2 separate regions of the Triticum aestivum genome follow, and region 2 is linked to region 1. The links are chromatin contacts, called in public Hi-C maps. All regions are on one chromosome and are shown on one strand. Each heading gives the region's core, a stretch centred on a gene start, on an enhancer-like site or on the middle of the called end of the contact. The rest is flanking DNA. Distances are from core to core; before and after follow the strand shown.

Region 1 (5,598 bases), core at 914-3,413:
AACCTCCTCGGCACCCACGGCCCGGCGCTCCGGCTGGGGGGGGGGGACGGGCGCCGCGGCAGGGTATGCCAGCGGTTGCCGCCCTCGAGGTACTCCAGCACCCCGTGTAGTGTGTGGCCGGGGACGCCCCACCAGAGGCGGCAGCCGTCGCTGTTCTTGATACTCCCCACCACCGGCGCCCCGTTTGTGGACGCCAGCCGTTGTGCCTGCCGCCGCTGGAAATACTCCGTCCACGCCGCGTTGTTGTCGGTGGCGTACTAGGGGAGGGCGCGCTACTCCTCAGTCAGGGCCGACCGCACGCGGTCGACCTCGGCGGCGAAGATGTCGGGGCGCGCGTCGATGTCGGGCACCGGGGGGATGGCGACGCCGCCGTTGCTGAGCCTCCACCCCGTTGGTCCGCGCGCATGTCCGGCGGCACCGGGATGTTGGCCTCGAACAGAAGCCACGCCTCCGACGACTGGAGCGAGCGGCGTCCGAAGCCGTTGGCCGCCGCGGCGTCGCCGGGGAAGCGTTCGGCCATCGCTGGAGAGGGAAGGGGGGAAGGGGAGGACGAGGAAGATAGAGCTCGGCGGCGCGGACAGGAGAGAGCAGAGCTCGGCGGCAGCTGGTTTGGGCTCGGGGTGGTATGGCCAGCGATGAGGGGGAGCGGCGGGTCTTTATAGCCCACGCTGTGTGTACGCGTGGCGGGAGGGGAGGCATCGCCGCGCCACCGTGACGCGTCGGCCTGTGAGGAATCAATGGAAGGCTGACCGGCGGCAGCCTTGCCATTGATTCCCCGTGGGAAACCGAGGCGCTCCGGGGGAAGACAAGGCGTCGTCTCGCTGACGCGGCTGGCCCGCGGCTCTTTCGCGCCAAAATCGTATGCACCGGCGCCCCAGGGCGCCCCCAGCGTGCCGGGTTTGGTCTGGGTCCGCTGGCGTCAGTTTCGGCCCAAGCCGGCGAAAAACGGGCTACTGGGGGCGCGACTGGGCCGATTTTTTACGGCGGCACGGCAAAAACGTTTAGGGAGGATCTGTTGGGCGCGCGGCTGGAGGTGCTCTTATCATTCAAAACCATGTATGGACGGCGAATCGGTTACAACATTAAGGATGGCCAAACTGCGTGCTTTGTCCCCTATGCAAACAAATCCAAGTGTTCGCCGCCCATCTTCTCTTCCAGTGTAGATTCACTGCTTACGTTTGGAACGAGGTGGTCGCCTAGCTCGCCATTCATGACCACTCGCCACTGACTTGGCGCCATGAAGACACGGTTCAAGCTTGGTGGCTTAAGACGATCAACACTGGGGGGCATATCAAGAAAGTCATTGTCTCTAGTTTGATGTTTGTCATGTGAGAAATGTGAAATGAGCGGAGCGCAAGAATCTTTCGCAACACGACTTCACCGACGACCATTATTGTTGTTAAAATCAAAGAGAAGGCTCATTTTAGAGCGTTGGCGGGAGTCAAACACCTAAGTGCACTTATGCCGCGAGAGTCGTCTTTTATTTTTGCCGCTTTGCAGCTTTTGTCTAAACCTTCTTTTAATTAATGAAAATAGTAAGTCGGTGGCGTTTTGGCATATATGAGAGCGCGCTCCTAGTTTTCTAAATGTGTTCTAAACATATTTTGAAATGTCAAAAAAATTCAAACAAAAACTTGACGTGTACATCCCAATATTGTACATGCTTACAAAGTCGTTTCACGAAAACCGACAACTTATGTGTCGCGTGTGAAAAAGAAAAAATCCGGTGTTAAAAAATGCTTTTCACAAGACATCATTTTGTCTTTTTTACACAAGCCACAAAAAATGTCGGTTTTCTCCAAAACTTAAAGTACACACATATAATGTTGAGATGTATGCGTCAAATTTCTTTTTGTAATTTTTTCACACTTTGAAATATTTTTTTCGCATACAGGAGCGCGCTTTCGGAAGCACCAACGGATTTTCAGTTGTTTGCTTTGTTTTGAAAATAAAGTTTAGGCCCGCTGAACGGCGCCGCGCAGCCCTTTCTGTAAGGGTTGCCTTTTTTTTAGGGAACTGGTAGGGTTGCCGATCAGCAATGATCTGTTTGTCAGCGCTTCATTTGCGGCCTGCGCGCACGTGCTGCATGCATGCCAGCCCGACGTGCGTGCACTCGCTCCTCTCTCTCATCTTCCGGATGACGCGCGCCAACACATATGGGCCGGCACTGTCGCTCTAGTTGCCCCCACCACCTGAATTCGGCTCCCCGGCCCGCCGTTGTTGGTTCGATACATCTCCGCTGCCCTCGTTTCCGTCGCATCCTCAACAGATGAGCGCCAGCGACTGCCCCGGCCCGATGACCTCTCAGCACTTTTCCCGTCACGCGCCACCTATAGTGAGCGCGTACGGTTCCCTCGACCAGAGACGACGCCGTTGTTCACGAGCCACGACCATGAGCAGCACACATAATAGCCGTCATCCACTTAGTATTAGTATAACCAATCAGCTTTTCGATTGATGGGGTCTTCCGCCCTTCCTCTCTCTAATTAGCTATATATAGAGAGACACACCTAATCCACAAATATACTACTACGAGTTCATCCAAATTAATAGGGACGCCCACACTCCAACAAAACTGACACCAAGTCTAAGAGCTAGCAGTATGGCAGCTGCTCGTCCGGCGCCGTTCGTCGACGACAATGCTGCTCAGCAGCTGGAGCGGCGGCTCCACTTCCACGCCGCCGTATACGTGCTGCTCGGCGCCTCCTATCTCCTCCGCGCCGCCGTCCCTCGCCTGGCCGACAGCCACCTCGCCGCTGGCATGGCGCTCTGGGCGGCCGCCCTGGCGCTCGCGCTGCTGTCCTTCCACCTCCGCCGGTTCCCGATGGCGGCCATGGCTGCCGCGCGCATTGCGCAGGTCGCGCTCAGGGCCTTCTTCTGATCGAAGCTTTGATTCCAACTGTCGGACGGAGAACAAGAAGCTGGTGCACCTGTGTTGACTGTACTAGTATATACTCAACATTATGAATATTCAATTCCGACAAAAGTGCAATGCCCAACTAAAATGCTCGGGACGGGCGGGCAGGTTGAAGCCCCCAAAGCACGATAAAAATTCGAGCAAACATAGTACAAGGCACATTATGCATATTCAGTTTCTCAATACTGCGGCTCAACTCTTTTTTTCTCGAATACACATAAGTATATGTATCATTCATTAAAGGAACAAGGGGATAGGCATCCAAGAAACTCCACAAGTTTACATAGTTACTTACGCGGACTGATCCGTTCACGCCCACGCTCCCGATCTAATTTAGTTACTCATGCACTACCCACAATGCTAATCCCGCTAAGAACCCATCAAGGTCCCCTTTTAGTAGTCCCGCTTGCCTCCAAGCCCCTCTTTCATTGTCGATCCTCCACGTGAGATTGCCCAGAGACGACGTTGCTCAATTGAAAATGATGTCGTTTCGGTGCGTTCAGATCTCCCATATGCCCAGAAGACCCATAGCACGGTTGTTCCTTGGTTGGTCGCCCCTCCGCTCTTGCTTTGCGCACCAATATCCGAGCATCTCGCCATCCAGTGGTTCAAACTCCGGCCTCCCACTTGCCAAGCTAAACCGATGCCACAACTCCTTAGAGAAAACACAACCTAGAAGTAGATGATTAAGGCTCTCATCGTGTTGATCGCAGAAAGGACAAGCCGTTTGGTGCGGCAAGCCGCGCCGAGCCAGTATGTCAGAAGTCCAACACCGGTTCTTGAACGCAAGCCATGCGAAAAATGGCACCGCGGCGGTGCTTTCGATTTCCACGTAAACGCGGTCGTCAGCCAAACCTCAAGGCCGACGAACTTGGCAATGCATGCCGACTGAACTGAGAAGCATCCTTCCTTCTCCCAAGCCCACCCAATTCTTTCCTGGACGTCGGTGGTAAGCTGTACCTCCGCCACTCTCGGCCAAAGGTGCAGGAACCGTTGTATCGCGGTTACAGTGAGGTCCGGGCCAATGTCCTCTACCCATGCACCATTTGTCAAGACAAGACGTCCGCAACCGATCTTGTGTCCCTGCCGCGCTTCGGTATTTTCTTGTATATCAACGATGCCAACTTACAGATTCGGTAGCGGCCCATCTACCTATCCTCCCTGTTGGAAATGAGAGTTTTGGCAATGCTACACGGTGTAATGATCGGTGCATAGCGCACGTATATATGGAGTACAAAGTGGGCCACAACCTCAACTATACAATGACTAGGAGGTGGGCCGAGGTATACAATATACATGCACAAACCATATGTTCAACACCCCCCCCCCCCCCCCCGCAGTCGAAGCGTTGCCAGAGACGCAAAGACTGGACCTGAACTCCTCGAAAATAGAAGTAGGCAGTCCTTTCGTCATGACATCGGCGAACTATTGTGCCGTCGGGACGTGGAGGACCCGGATGCGTCCGAGAGCCACCTGCTCACGAACAAAGGGTATGTCGAGCTCAATGTGCTTCGTTCGATGATGGTGGAACGGGTTGGCGGACAGGTACACGGTAGAGACGTTGTCGCAGTAGACGAGCCTGGCCTTGTGAACATCATAAAGCAACTCCTGGAGCAGCTGATGAAGCCAAGAGCATTTAGCAACGGCGTTAGCCACTGCCCGATACTCTGCCTCGACACTCGAGCGGGAGACGGTGGGCTATCGCTTGGATGACCAAGAGATCAGGGAAGGCCCAAGGTAGACACAGTACCCCGAGGTGGAGCATTATGTGTTCGGGCAGCCAGCCCAGTCCGCATCAGAGTAGGTGATGAGGTCGGTGGAGGCGGAGGCCATCAGCGTAAGTCCCATGGACGGGGTGCCGCATATGTAATGGAGGATACGCTTCACCAGAGTCCAGTGAGAGTCGCGCGGAGGATGCATGTGAAGACAGACCTGCCGAACAACATACTGCAAATCGGGGCGCGTCAGAGTCATGTACTGCAGAGCGCCCACAATGGAGCGATAGAATGTCGCATCGGATGAGAGAGAACCCTCCAGAGCGGAAACCTTGGCCTTGGTGTCAACGGGCGTGGGAGCGGGCTTGCAGTTAAGCATGCCAGCATGGTCAAGAAGCTCATGAGCATATCACTGCTGGTGCAGGAAAAACCCATCTGGCCGTCGAACCACCTCGATGCCAAGGAAGTTGTGCAGGGGGCCCAAGTCCTTGAGGGCAAACTCATCGCAAAAACGAACAGTGAGCCGCTGAAGGAGCGCGACAGTGGATGCCGTCAGGATGATGTCATCGACATATAGCAGCAAGTAGGTCGTGTCAGCTCCGTCATGGTACACGAAGAGGGGCGCATCGGAGCGAGTGGATGTAAATCTGAGCGTCTGTAGAAATGCAGCGATGCACTGGTACCAGGCCCGGGGTGCCTGCTTCAACCCATAAAGGGAATGAGAGAGCAAGCACACATGATCTGGATGTGTGGCATCAACGAAGCCGGTGGGCTGCTCACAGAACACCTGCTTAGCAAGGTGGCTGTGCAAAAAGGCGTTGGAAACGTCCAACTGATACATAGGCCAAGCTCGGGAGACGGCTAACTGAAGCACGGTGCGGATCGTGCCTGGTTTAACAACTAGGGCAAAAGTGTCGGTGAAGTCCACGCCCGTGCGTTGCCGAAAGCCTCGAACCACCCAGCGAG
Region 2 (5,598 bases), core at 1,749-4,248, 220 kb before region 1:
GATAACTCAACCAAGTTAAGAGCTATTGTATAACCCTGAAAAGAATATCAGACAGAATAGTCAGCCAAAATGCAAATAAAAACTACAAGCGGTCGTAGATAACATTGCAGCAGGAAAACCCAAGAAGAATCTAGCGGCAATGCATTGTGTAAGATAACACCACTGACCAGGGACGCAGCGAATACACATCCAAATATCAAACCCAAAGCGCGGAATACACGTTTTGCCATTCGTACCCCTCTTCCCTCAACCTCACCATACTCCTGCAGAAAGCACCAGAAAATGTGATTATGTTAAACTCCTGAATACATATAAAATGCACGCAGACAACAATGGTTCAACACCGTACAGTAATGTGCTAACTATAGGCTAGTAAGTGACTAGGAAATGGTCTCACATTATATATTGGAGTTATTGGTGGCTCAGTAACCCTCAGCTTCTGAAGTATTCTGTAGAAGAAAGCAAAACACAAGAACTGCAAAGGCTTCCAGTCTGCATTACCGATGATAGCAATGCAAACAACCTGCAATATAACTGAAATTAACATCTTTTGCAAAATAAAGATACACTTCTAGTCAACGAATAAATATCCATAAACATAATTTCATTTGCCCAAATAGATGCATTTGAACTTTGGGCACACAAGATGAGGAAAGTGTCAACACCTTAGTTTTTTATATGTTAGGCCTTAATAAATTGGCCAGGGAGACATAGGAGCATTTAGACAAAGACTTCGGTGAAGACATTCAGAGAGGCAATTCATAGCATTCAATACTTAAGAAGGGCATTTTAATGGAAACATTACCCGAAGAACACAAAATGAGAAGTATTGAACACCAGACTTTTAGGCTAATACGACATCTGCTTTTAACTAGGAGGATGGTGTAACTTCTTAACTGATAACAACACTAAATTAACATGCATGCAGAAATTTCAAATGCACGCTCAAGCATTACAACTTATCCTAAGTATATTTAGAGTTGGTAACTTTAAATCAATCTAATTTGTTATGAGAATAATCATATCGACGTGATAGTCACAATAACCAGAAAGTAGACACTGAAAAGCATAAAAACATGATAGTGAATAGACCAGTAATAGCTAGGAATGTGTTAAGATCATACAATTGCTGCTGATATTGCCATATTTATGCGCACATCCTGTACTGCTGATTTGGAGGGTCTGCAAGATGCATAAGTTTATCAATAGTATTAACTTCACATGCATGCTGCTGTTTAATTCAAATTACAAGTGCTTGGTGCACATATCCTTGTCACAAAAAAGTTGTGCTGCCCATACAGAATAAGAGTATTGGTCCTTGGTATCAAATTAAACGCATGAACATGGAGAAGGCTGAATTAAACAGGGCAATGCACGCTTGTGGGATAGGCCTGCTTATCATGCTGACTTGCTGAGTTAAAATTGTCCAGTAACATTCTCATGACGATGTTCATGGGTAATAAAGAGAATGAATTTGCCATTTTCATAACGTGTATCACAAAAATTAAGTGAACCCACAAAAATAATGTCGACGGAAAAAGGAAACAGAAATTCCTTATATTGAACTTTTTAAATGTACCTAGGTCCCCAAGGAACTATTGGTTGATTGTCAGCGTACTTGATATCCTTTGATACCTGACATTCAGAAAGTAAATGAGACAAGTAATGAAGAAAATCATATTAAGTGGAGAACATATCCTTTGATACCTGACATTCAGAAAGTAAATGAGACAAGTAATGAAGAAAATCATATTAAGTGGAGAACATTAGTAGGAAAGGACTTAGATGGTTTCAACCTACAAGTCTATCCATCTGTACATTTCCTAGGATATTTACAATGCAGTTATAACCGCACCGTACCTTTGACTGACAATGCCTTCTATAGGATATGTCTAGTTACTCCATTCTATCCTTCTACAAATAGGATATATCTAAAACATCTACATATGGAACAAATGCAATGTGAATCTTGTAATTTGTGAATGTCCCAATTATGAAAAATCAGTATCCATGCATGCCATAACAGCCAACCTGAACCGATCCATATGTGACCCCCTTCTTCCTATACTGCAGCTGCTGCATCATCACAGTGTCATACGCTTTCTCCAGCTGAAATCCCAATAGCTCCACCATTATTAGTGCACCACAACAAAACTAATAAGGCGTGCAAGCCAAAATCAAACAATCAGTCAATCTTCAATACAGCGCGTAACCTTGGCCAAGAAGTCCTCATCTCCTGTCTCCTCTGCTTCCTTGCGCTTCCTCTTGTATGCTAGCTTCATGTTGTCGAAGCTATCGAGTGGGGTAATGCCCAGAATCTAACACCGAAACAGCAGAAAATCAAAACACAGGTTCAGCAAGTGCACAATATTAGACAGAAATCTGGTCATGTAGCCCATTTCAGCGTCTACCTCATAAGAGCTCTCATCGTCGCTGAAGTCAGCGGCCCCTGCCGCCGCCGCATTCACGGCCACCCCGCATCTCCTCGGGGACGCCGACGCCAAGAGCCTTCAGTTCCCGGCAAAAATTAAAAGGATTTATCGCGTCCAGCCGTAAATCCTCAATAAAATACAGAGAAAAAGGGCGAGGTGGTACGGGATTACCGCAGCGACCGAGGGATGGCGGGCTGGCCGGCGCGACGGGGGAGCGGGAAGAAGGCGCGGCGCGATAGGGGAGAGACGAGCGCCGGGGCGAACACGGCCGGTGCGGCAGCGGTCGCCGTCGCGGCCGCCATTGGGAGTGGCCGGTTTTGGTGCGTAGGGTTTCAGAGCCTGTGCGCGACGCGACGGCGAGGGGACGGCGAAGCAGCCGGCGAGTCCTATCTGTGTGGGTCGTTGCGGAAGGTGGGGTTGGGGCGCCGCAGTTGGGCCTTTGTGGGCTCTTCCCTAGCCCCGAACGAGCCGGGATGGATTACTGGGCTTTGACGGTCCACGTTTCTCACTATGGCGGTAACCACCGTGGGCTCCCGGCTTCCGAGTCGGACCATTGCGGGTTAGCCGCCACGCATAATAACTGGCACCGCAAAGAAAAGAAAAAAAATCCTCCAAATTCGTTTGGGTGCGTTCCTCTCTTTCCTCGTCGTCTCTCGTTATCTCGGCGCCGTTCGTCGCCGCCGCCGCGTAGCGCCGGCGAGACTAGAAGAGGCAGGCGCCATGGCGACCGCTTCAGGTGAGTCGATCTTCCCGAAACCCTAACCCTATTTCGGTTCTCGCCGGTGCGGATTTCGCATCGTGAACCGCGCGGACTCTCTCCGATTTTAGATCCGGGGACATATTCTGCGGCATAATCGGTTTCGATTCGAAGGGAATTAGGGTTTCGCTGGGAGCCGCGAGGGCTTTTCGTTGCCTAATTTCTGATCGGGGTGTCGGATTACCGTCGACAGTTATCTTAGCTGTGTGATTTTTGCGTTTATGGCAGTATCGTTCAAGTCTCGTGAGGACCACCGGAAGCAGCTCGAGCTTGAGGAGGCGCGTAAGGCGGGGCTCGCCCCTGCCGAAGTCGACGAGGATGGAAACGAGATTAACCCTCACATCCCGCAGTATATGTCCTCGGCCCCATGGTATCTCAACGCCGAGAAGCCGGTAAGTTGTTTTGTGCCCTATTAAAATTCTAGTTTTTGCGGTGTGGGATGATTTGGTTAGTGGATCCCTGATTTGTTGGTTGGATGGGTTTCAGAGTTTGAAGCATCAGCGGAAATGGAAGTCGGATCCGAATTACACAAAAGCGTGGTACGATAGGGGTGCCAGGCTTTTCCAGGCCAACAAATACAGAAAAGGCGCTTGCGAAAAGTAAGTGCGGTGTTCATCTCATGCTGCTAGTTTTCGTCCAGCACTGATGCTCATCGTTATGTGGATTTTCTTGTTAGTCCTTACCGCGACTTCATAATGAAGTCCTAAAGTACTTAGCATGAATGTTCTTTGGACTCTGTAGTGAAGCATTTCTTACAGATAATGTCTCTTGATATTTCAGCTGTGGAGCCATGACTCACAATAAGAAGGCATGCATGGATCGACCTCGGAATGTTGGAGCTAAATATACCAATATGAATATAGCACCAGATGAGAAAGTCGAGTCGTTTGAGCTTGATTATGATGGCAAGCGTGACCGTTGGAATGGTTATGACACATCAACCTACACTCGTGTTATCCAAGATTATGAAGCTAGAGAAGAGGCCAGGAAAAAGTTCCTGAAAGAACAACAGCTCAAGAAGCTCGAGGAGAAGGATGGTGAGCAGGATGGTGAGAATGTGGGCAGTGAAGAGGATGAAGAAGATGGCCTGAAGATAGATGAGGCTAAAGTTGATGAGAGCGCTCAAATGGATTTTGCTAAGGTAGAGAAGCGTGTGCGCACAACAGGCGGTGGAAGCACTGGAACTGTTAGGTATGTCCTTGTTGGAAACAAATGTTGTCCCTTCAAAATTCTAGATTATATTAGGTCATGTGAACCTGAGATGTATGAAGAATCGGTTCTGATGCATATGTTTATTATTGATCTTCACAGGAATTTGCGTATCAGAGAAGACACTGCAAAGTATCTTCTGAATCTTGATGTGAACTCTGCATATTATGATCCAAAAACCCGCTCGATGCGTGAGGATCCTTTGCCAGATGCAGACCCCAATGATAAATTCTATGTGGTAAGTGATAGAGAACATACAAGTTAAATTTCTTACACTGTTCATAGTTCCGTCAAATCTCCGCTTGGCTATGCTATCAGCTTCAGTATTCTGATATATTGTTATGATGCAGGGTGATAACCAAAATAGACTTAGTGGACAAGCTCTTGAGTTCAAGCAACTCAATGTCCATGCATGGGAGGCTTTTGACAAGGGGCAGGATTTCCATATGCAAGCAGCTCCATCTCAAGCTGAACTACTGTACAAGAGTTTCAAGATCAAGAAGGAGAAGTTGAAATCTGAAAGCAAGGACAAAATTATGGAGAAGTATGGGAATGCTGCATCTGACGAACCAATCCCTCGTGAGCTTCTTCTTGGGCAAAGTGAAAAAGAGATTGAGTATGACCGGACTGGTCGCATAATCAAAGGACAGGTTGGTACATAAATACTGAGTGCTGTGCATTAATAATTATATACCTTTATAATCATTTGCTGTTCTTCTGTTACTGTGATGTGAGGTTGTGTTTTGATTATAATGTTTTGAAGATTCACATCAATTATATGGTGCGAGTGTGACTATTTTCTTGACCTCACACCATATACAGCACCCTATGGTTTCACTATAGATAATTTTATATGCACTGTACAATCCTAGACCTGAGAAGGCCAGCTAACTGCAGCCGGTTGCATGAAAGATGATGTTATTCTTGAGGTTTGAAATATGCAGTCGTAAGCGATGGGTGTCATCGGATACCAAAAATTAACCATGTGTCTCCTAAACTTCTCAAAATAAAATGTTGTTTATGTAGTTTTCCAGGGCTCTCATGTCAGTTGTGACTACCATATAGTATTGGCTATTGCTTTGTCATTTAAAATAAATTTAGAACTGCATTTTCTTTTACTTGATGCCAGCTATTTTGTTACCACGGTTAAGATTGGATGCTATGATTCTAGTTAAATTGTTCACACTATTTCTCAGTCTT

The links. A called contact is a pair of places that touch in the nucleus more often than the background predicts.
Region 2: a contact with region 1 is called in a Hi-C map of leaf, with 2.5 times the contacts expected there. The contact joins the promoter of LOC123147479 here to the enhancer-like site in region 1. A contact is called at or near these places in 3 of 5 Hi-C or Micro-C datasets (all in leaf).

Annotation. Positions count from the first base shown.
Region 1 is chr7A:447,555,471-447,561,068 of IWGSC CS RefSeq v2.1, reverse strand. No RefSeq gene overlaps it. Among protein-coding and RNA genes, the nearest start is that of LOC123150969, 170 kb to the left of the region's middle. Within about 2 kb of position 2,163, at least 2 of the 8 cell types and tissues checked have an H3K27ac peak or open chromatin away from gene starts, as enhancers often do. A contact at or near this core is called in leaf, where this site is marked.
Region 2 is chr7A:447,777,929-447,783,526 of IWGSC CS RefSeq v2.1, reverse strand. It overlaps LOC123147479 (pre-mRNA-splicing factor SLU7), which reads left to right and starts at 2,998. Exons shown (of 9, transcript XM_044566737.1): 1 at 2,998-3,168; 2 at 3,418-3,581; 3 at 3,676-3,788; 4 at 3,970-4,380; 5 at 4,501-4,636; 6 at 4,749-5,048. The coding sequence starts at 3,153. It overlaps LOC123147480, which reads right to left and starts at 2,891. Exons shown (of 10, transcript XM_044566738.1): 1 at 2,604-2,891; 2 at 2,412-2,508; 3 at 2,214-2,318; 4 at 2,032-2,109; 5 at 1,580-1,635; 6 at 1,125-1,182; 7 at 398-523; 8 at 168-263; 9 at 1-35. The coding sequence starts at 2,734.